Linked DNA regions of Zea mays: region 1 is linked to region 2. Evidence: chromatin contacts called from public Hi-C data. All regions are on one chromosome and are shown on one strand. Each heading gives the region's core, a stretch centred on a gene start, on an enhancer-like site or on the middle of the called end of the contact. The rest is flanking DNA. Distances are from core to core; before and after follow the strand shown. Region 1 holds the start of LOC100384270. Region 2 overlaps LOC103654570 (DEAD/DEAH box RNA helicase family protein).

Evidence for each region. A called contact is a pair of places that touch in the nucleus more often than the background predicts.
Region 1: a Hi-C map of leaf shows a contact between it and region 2, with 7 times the contacts expected there. The contact joins the promoter of LOC100384270 here to the enhancer-like site in region 2. A contact is called at or near these places in 19 of 25 Hi-C or Micro-C datasets (bundle sheath, ear, endosperm and 6 more) and 2 of 3 datasets of contacts at active chromatin or transcription factors (leaf and seedling).

Annotation. Positions count from the first base shown.
Region 1 is chr4:213,189,338-213,193,771 of Zm-B73-REFERENCE-NAM-5.0, forward strand. LOC100384270 reads left to right here and starts at 1,774. Exons shown (of 3, transcript NM_001176835.1): 1 at 1,774-2,309; 2 at 2,410-2,539; 3 at 2,620-3,419. The coding sequence starts at 1,854. The coding sequence ends at 2,966.
Region 2 is chr4:212,981,781-212,985,892 of Zm-B73-REFERENCE-NAM-5.0, forward strand. LOC103654570 (DEAD/DEAH box RNA helicase family protein) reads left to right here. Exons shown (of 22, transcript XM_008681414.2): 19 at 1; 20 at 128-182; 21 at 331-486; 22 at 800-1,838. The coding sequence ends at 1,322. Among protein-coding and RNA genes, the nearest start is that of LOC103654570, 29 kb to the left of the region's middle. Within about 2 kb of position 1,766, at least 14 of the 20 cell types and tissues checked have an H3K27ac peak or open chromatin away from gene starts, as enhancers often do. A contact at or near this core is called in bundle sheath, ear, leaf and 3 more, where this site is marked.

The sequences.
Region 1 (4,434 bases), core at 524-3,023, 210 kb after region 2:
TTTGGCTCGTACAACTACGTCAACATGCCAAACACATGTTTTTATTTTCCATCATTTTATGATGTTATGCTTGTTCACATGACTGCTCCAGTTAATTGATCTTCTATTTCATACCTATGCATATATATGACACCAAGATTATATTCTAATTCAGAGCACAGTTACAACAACATTACAATAAGAATATATCACACATGTATTAGGGCATGTTTGGTTTCTTTAGTCCAAGGACTAAAGTTTAATTAGGGGACTAAAATTTAGTCATTATCCTATTTGGTTGTAGCAGCTAAAAGTATTTAGAGCACATTAAATAAATAATAAGAAGACCAAAATACCACCCATTCTCTCTCAATTAGTGGAACTAAAATAATTAAGGGGCAAAAAGTGAAATTAATATGGTTTAGTCTCATTTAGTCACCCTTTGATGGACTAGAGACTAAACTAGTTTAGTTCTTATTTTAGTCCCACCGTTTGATATTTATCGTGAGTTTGGTTGCCTGTATTTGCTGGTGCCTGCATCGCGGGATATAATGAGCTAGTGTTTGTTTGTTGTCAACGAGGATCTACGCGTGCGAGGTGTGTGTTTGGTTACATGCATGCAGATGTAGAGCGAGGCTTGTACGATACTCAAAGCACCCTGGGTCAGGGTCTGCAGGCGCGAGCAAATTGGTCGCATCTTTGAAACCAGGCTCCCGCGCGGCCTGGCTCATGCAACAAGGCTACAGGGAGAAGCCAACCAAACAGGCCTTAAAGACTAAATGAGAATAAAATAAAAGAACTAATCTTTAGTCACTCAAACCAAACAGAGACTAAATATTCGATAAAGTTTTAAGACACAACAATTACATAAAAACAAATTATATATATATATATATATATAATATATAGTCATGTACTCTTAGCCGGCATATAAGTTTTACCTTATCTCTAGTTTGTAGACGAGATGGATGAAGGAAACATCTTATACGAGACGCCGGACGACTATTAAAATTAGTGATTTATATTAGTAGAGATAAAGGTTGGGAAAACCAAAAATAACAGAAGAGGCCGTGGTAGGTTTCATCTCAAAATATGTGATCATTATTTGCAGCATTAATATCTGATTAGGACTAGCTAAAATTATACACCACTACTATACGATCAATTATTAAGCATGCCGTCCGCGTCTACCAGCCTAGCCTGTAGCTGCAGCTGGGTACAGTCCCAGCGTACAGCTAGCAAGCTCCCTTCCCCAGAACAAACTGGAATAAAAGCAGCATGGGAGGAAGGATGGTGACCATCAAATGGAAAAAAATTAATAAAAAAACACAAAGAAAAAACTGCATAAAAGTGTCTGAATTTTAGATAATTTGAGTCAACACGCATGTATAACCTAATTAGTATGAAATGTTGCTTTTATGATTTGTCTTTGTATTATAACAAATCATTTTTTTTTGTCTTTGCTTAACTATACAAATATTTTTTTTATTATTATCGTGCCAACACGTAATTAGATTTGTTAGGTTTATAATGTTGTCTTATAAATTCTTTATTCTCGAAACTACAAATTACAGACTATATCTATATAAAATACAATAAATCGTATATGTAATTTTAGTATTAAAAATATATAATAACTATTATCTGAAAAAAACTAAAATCCATATACCTGAATTTAGCAAAATCCCAACGGAAATAGGACAACGGGCACTCAAGTGAAGCGCACCTACCTACCTACCTACCTACACCTACCAAATACAGGCAGCGCCCCTCCCCTCCTCTCCCCTCGCTGCGGCTCTGCTTCGCAGCCAACCAACCACTCGACCGGGTGGTCCACCTCCCACCCCATCACACCACCACACCAACTCGGTCAAATGCATGGGCACGGGGCCATGGCTCACTCACAGGGATCCGGGTCAATGGGGCGGGCACCCTCGGCCCTCGCTCCTCCACGCTCTCCACCTCGACCCCTCTTTCGTATAAAACCAACCACTCCTCCCCCGCTCCTCCCCGGCTCCTTGCCTTTGTTCTGTTCTCCATTCGCGAAAGGCTCGCAGCAAAACCACGCCATCGATCGCCGCCACCAGTCCAGCATCCTCCGATCGACTACGTACTCCCACCCACTCCGGCAGCAGCGAGGCCTCTCTGTCTGTGCGCGGCGTGGCTGTCGTCGATCTCTGCCTGGCGGGCGGCCGGCATGGGGAGGTCCCCGTGCTGCGAGCAGGCGCACACCAACAAGGGCGCGTGGACCAAGGAGGAGGACCAGCGCCTCGTCGCCTACATCAAGGCCCACGGCGAGGGCTGCTGGAGATCGCTACCAAAAGCCGCAGGTGCGTAGGATGCGGATCAAGATATATGCATGCCATGCTTGTATGTTTCCAAGATGGGGTGAGTTTGATAGATGTGCGGGGCGGATGGACGGCTGTGCAGGTCTGCTGCGCTGCGGGAAGAGCTGCCGGCTGCGGTGGATCAACTACCTGCGCCCGGACCTCAAGCGCGGCAACTTCACCGAGGAGGAGGATGACCTCATCATCAAGTTCCACGAGCTCTTCGGCAACAAGTAGGCTGCCATGCCATGCATGTCCATAGAGATGAAATTAAAAAAAGAAGAACCGTTCCTGATCGCGTATGTGTATGCAGGTGGTCGCTCATCGCCGGGAGGCTGCCGGGCAGGACGGACAACGAGATCAAGAACTACTGGAACACGCACATCAAGCGCAAGCTCCTCGCCCGCGGCATGGACCCGCAGACGCACCGCCCGCTCGCCAGCGCGACCGCGGGGCAGCAGCATTACCAGCTGCAGGAGCCGCAGAAGCGAGCGGCCGGCGGCGGTCCAGCAGGCCATCCGCACCAGGACCACTTGGAGGTCGTCGTCATCTCGAACTCGCCGGACGAGGCCTACAGCCGTAGCAGCGACGACGAGCCGCGGTCCGCCACGCCGCCGCGGCGCCACCTCGACATCGACCTCAACCTGTCCATCAGCCTAGCGGCCTACCAGCCGCCGGAGGAAACCGGCATCATCAAGCAGCCACTGGTGATGAAGCAGGAGCAGGAAACGGCGGCGGGCGGCACCAATGCCGCGGCGGTGTGCCTGTGCCTCAACAGCCTCGGGTACCGGCCGGGCGTCGAGTGCGTCTGCGGCGACGGCAGCTCCTCCTCCTCCTCCTCGCACTCCCACTCCCACTCCCACCAATGGGCTCTGAATTTTTTACAGGCGGCGGCGCCCTGCTACAGAGGCCAATAGTGTAGTAAGAGCGATCAGTGACATCATTAAAATGGGAGCGTTATTACGATCGAGACTGAGGGTGAGGGAGGGGGGCAGAGCTGAGCAGGGATAGTAGTTAACTACAGCTAGTAGTAGTAGTAGTACGTAAAAGACACACATGCTTAGGCTTTAACAAGTCTCTGAAACACGCATCATGGGTTATGAGTTGTGCTCTCGTCTTGTCGTTTCAATTCGGAGGACAAAGTGATCATGCTATGCCCATGCCTCCTCAACAAATCATGCTTTAGAGTAGTTTGATCATCGATGATCTTCTTCCATCACCTATAGCTAGAGCAGATGTTCTCTTCTTGCGGCAAAAAAAAACCCCCCGCATCAGTAGTCATGTGCATGCATGGCTGATAATGGCCTGCCTTCTTCCTGCCTGAGATGCTGATGAAAAGCAAAGCGCAGTGACCACTTGGACGGTGCTTCGCTGGTGGCTATGGACAAGCCAGGTTACTGGATGTCTGCAGCCACACATGACCCACTTGGACGCGCGCTGCTCACAGAAACAGAAAAGCTGGGTGCCGGTTTTTGGCTTGGAAAAAGCTTGTCTAGCTTGTAGAGCGAGGGAAGGGGAACTGGGCATCGGAGCATGATGCATGCGAATGGGATTGATGAGATGAGAGATGCCCTTCCTTTCCTCTGGACTCTGTTGGTTGGTTAGGTACAGTAGGTAGGTAGGTACAAGGGGCGGAAGGGATGTGAATGCAAGGGATGAAAAGTGCCACGGAGCAGCGGCATGGATTGGTTGGGGGCCGCTTTTGTTTGGTTTCTTATTATTAATGGCCTACTTGTAACTGGTCGGAGCATGAGCATTTGAGTTGAGCATGCATGATGGTGGTGGTTGGTAGTCTATTGGCAGGTAGTGTCAGGAACTCACGACAAGATCCAAGCAAGCTTTCAGGCTTTTAATTTCGAGCAGAGTGGGGGCCAGCAATGGTGAACTTCAGTTTAAGCACAGCACCAAACAGTGGTCTGGGCTAGAGTAGGGAAAATTTTACCGCCGACACACGACCCGATAAACCCGATTTTCTAGTTTATCGCTGGGCCCCATCTATTTTACCTATCGACCAAAAATTTCGGCCCTTTTTTAAATTGGGCCCAAATCAGACGCGTGTGTCAGGCCCAGGCGTGAGGGCGTGAGCTAGGTTTTCTACGTCGCAGCCGCCGGAGAGTTAATCACATTC
Region 2 (4,112 bases), core at 516-3,015:
GGTGAGCTGGTTCTTGCAACCCTTATAGTCAATGTTCAATATTGTTATTTTTTTTTTCATTTTCTTTTTTGTGTTTGTTGGAACATATCTTTACATCTTGTTGGATGTTTTGAACCTCGTATTCTAGGGACAAAAAGGAAGACCAAGAGGCGTCTAGATGCCTATATTGACGAGGAAGTCGGGTAAGATTCCTGTCACCTTTCGAATGGAAACTACATACCAGCAGACGAACTCTTGCTGGTTGTTTTTTGCTATTTTTATGGCTTACCTATACCTATGCGTCATGTTATCTTACCAACTTCCAACTTTACTCTTGCATTATTGCATTAGGGTGTCTGAAGATGCATATGTTTCAGAGGATGAGGATGATAATCAGAGTGAAGATAAATACGAAGATAGCTTCATTGATGATCAGGCAACTCCAACTGAATTTACACAAACTGAACAAGGTGATCGACACAATGGTGACATGATGGGTTTCTACAGGTATTATCAGATCATTAGCCAACTCATTTCCGGCACAGTTTTGGAATGATGTCCATCTAGATTGCATGTTTGTGGTTATTGTGTTCCTGGCATTCAATATGGCATCAACAAGCACAAGTGCTGAAGTTTTATAATCGATAGTTACAGTTCAAAATTACCGCGTTGTTTTACAACTGAAAACAAATGGATTTGCACGGTTTGATTATTATGATTAAGATATTCAGCCTGTAACATAGTTTGACATTATTTGCACGAGTTTAGTTCATATGTTTGCTATTTTTCCTGAAGCCAATTTCGTTTGATGTTTGTGCAGGCAATCGTTGTTTACTCAGTCCCCAGTAGTTCTACCCTCAAGGTACCTTGATGTTTCTTACAATTCTGCTTCTCGGACCGGAAATTCAAGCTATTCTTCAGAGGCTAGGCACAATTACACTGAGACTCCCAAAGAGATTCAAACACAACATCATACCATAAACCCAAGCCCATCGTACAGTTTTGTACAGGATCGATGTGAAAGAGGGATCGCCAATTGTGAATCATCGACTAAGCTGGATTGCAGAAAGAGAAGGCTAAGCTTCCAGCAACCTCTGGCGATCCCTGTTATAAACCTTGAACCAGAACCAGCACCAGAACCATCTCCACACGTCGCCAGCAGAGTCGCTGATCACCTATATTTTGATGATGGTTTCTTTGAGAACCTTGATCTTGATGCAATTGAAGCTCAAGCAACCGAACAGTGGAGACAGAAGACCACACAATCGACGCAGAAACCAGTGGAAATTAAGAATGCATCAGACATGAGTTTTGCACCTCCGTCATTCGATTTAGGTCTCTGATAGTGGTGGTAAAGTTAGCATCCATTCATGATGTCATCTAGCTGCAGTACCTAGCCATCTCAGAGCATGCTGAGAACTGCACAAGCAATGAGGTTTTCTGCAGAAGGCCCGAACCTGCATCACATGACAATGCCGCAGGATCTGGCATGTCTGCCGCTGTGATATTTATCGGCGCCCTGGAGCTGGAAGATGCGCTGGCGGCAGATTTTGTAGAGTATTTATCTCAGTACAGGCTCAATACACCATGTATATTCTCCTGTAAATACTGTTCGATGTATAAGGGTCTTATTGTATGCAGACATTTCAGAGACTTGATGTGTTAAACCCAGTGGCAAAGGTGACGTCAGTGTCGGTTTTTGTTGCGCAGGATTATCCTCGCTCTCGATGCTGAACCGACTGGTTTTGCATAGACGAGGCATCCGTGCAGCATGATGGCAACGTGGAGTTTGGTCAATAGGACGAGTGGTTGGTACATGATGCCTGGTTGCTTTCCGAAAACAGGCAATGTTTTGTGCAGTCTTGTCGATTTCTGTACATCTCAATTAACGTACGCGTTTTCGTACATTGGCGCGACAATGTGAGCACAGAGATTCTGAGGACAGTGCATTAAATCTAAGCGCGTTTTTAGTGGCTATGACTATAGGTTCGGCGTGACATGCAAGTATGGCTGACTATAAGTTCGGCGTGATATGCAAGTATGGGTGACAATGGACTTTAAATTTTATAATATAGGATTTAAATCTATAGCAAGTCAAAATTCATCTCAATTCATTCCAATCTACTTCAATCTACATAGAATTGGAATAACCGAACAAGGCCATAAGATTTAAGGATTAGATCATATTTATATTTATTTTGAACTAAAATTTATTTAGTGTCCTATCATTTTACACTATAGAGTGGTTCGAGCCGTAAAGTACGCATCCTATATTCTCTTGATACTCATCGATTGACGAACATAAAGATGACGAAAATTATAAGCAATGAATCTAACTGAGCATCACAACCTCTTAGACCCTCTTTTTCACTTGGTTATGATAGTTCTAGCATGTTGGTACCTATCGGTGTTTATGTTCCGATTGCGCACTACAGGGTAACCCATGTAGTGCTTTTGGGAGGACGACGTCGTTGATCGTAACTCGATGGAAGAAGCACGTCGGAACACAAGGGGATTATACAGGTTTGGGCCACCTGAATGCTTAACACCCTACGTCATGTTTGGTGATGAGTATTGAGTTTGCTTGGGGTGCACAGATTACAGATGATTCATGGTTGGCGATGGATAAGATCTATCGGTCTAATGGTGGGCGTGATTCGAAAGAGAGGGATATCGAGAGAGTTTTGTAGGGGTACCTCCACAACCTTATATAGACGGATGGGAAGGTATCTCTTTACAGATCGTGAAAGCTTATCTAATCACATCTGAGTCTATCTTCTGTCGTTGCGAGCGCTCCTGATCTTCTGGAGTCCGATCGCTTCCTTCTGAGTATCTTGCCATTCGGTTGTGCGCAAAACATGCTTTCAGAACATCACCCATCCTTCTGCGACAGGTGCGTACAGATAGCAGCCTTGCGCCAATCCTTCAGGATTGCTTCCAACTCCGAGCGTCATTCTCTTTGATGAAACCTATTTTGCCTGGGTGCGGCCCAATAGTATGCTTGCTGGACAACTTATTGGGGGCCCACTAGACAGCCCATTGAACATATTCATGCTACGAGGACCCATGGGATATCTATCTCCCACAAGCCCATGAGGCTCAAGCCAATTTTTGAGAGTAATTGGCTTGAGACTCTAAGAATGAGTCATGCTATTTGATTACATTTCTTCGAGTGCGACTTTGCCATGTTCGGGTCCATTGGGTGCACCGCAGGGTGTAGCCCCCCCGAGCTTCGAGCTGATTTGAGTATCAATCAACTAGAAGGTCCTTAGGATCTTATCTTCGCAGGATTTGTTTGACTTCTCTGGATACAAGTAAATCATGCTTCTGATCTGATGGTACCTTTAGGGTGACTAGGCCGATGGAAGGTCAACTGACTAAAATCTGGTTGACTGAACTCTAGTCGGGACGTGTTTGGTTAAAGCCGCCGACTGAATTCAACCGATAGAGGTCCAGTTGACTCAGGCTTGACCAGGATACTTCTGCCGATCTTCAAGTTTGTCATTTTGCATGATTGCCGTTTGATATTTTAAAGATTGTGTTTTAGAAATCCAATCTGTGCACCCAATGGGTGTGCATACCGTCTTGTCCAAAGAATAGTTGCTTGAGTTGACGAGGCATAATAATGCGTCTGAGCGGTTAATTTACTGCTCGTTGGTGCCATGTTACGCCAAAGGGTGATAGAAGCATACAATCTCTTGGAAGCCCATGCAACATTTGAGGGATGGGTACTGTTCATTATACGTCCGAAAGACTAAGAGGCGCTCCTTTGCCTCTTTAAATAGGCCATCGTGCGCTGCCAACTCCTTTACTCGTCTTTGTTTCTCTTTTCTCACTTCTTCCTCCAAAGACCCCGATGGCGGGAAAGAAAGATGGTAAGGGCAGGAGGAAGGCCAAAGGTGGGAAAAGGAAGCATCCTCCGACTCCCCCACCGGAGGACTTCATTGATTCGGAGCTCTCCAAGGAGGGGACTCCTCCGCCATCCCCCGAACCCTCGTCGCCCGTTTGCGCGGACGACTCCATGGGTCTATCGACAGAGGAGAGATCCTATCTCTACGGTATCGAGCGTGTCGGCCTCGATGACTCGGAGGAACCCGAGGATTTCGCGGAGGACGACAACGACGGGTAAGACA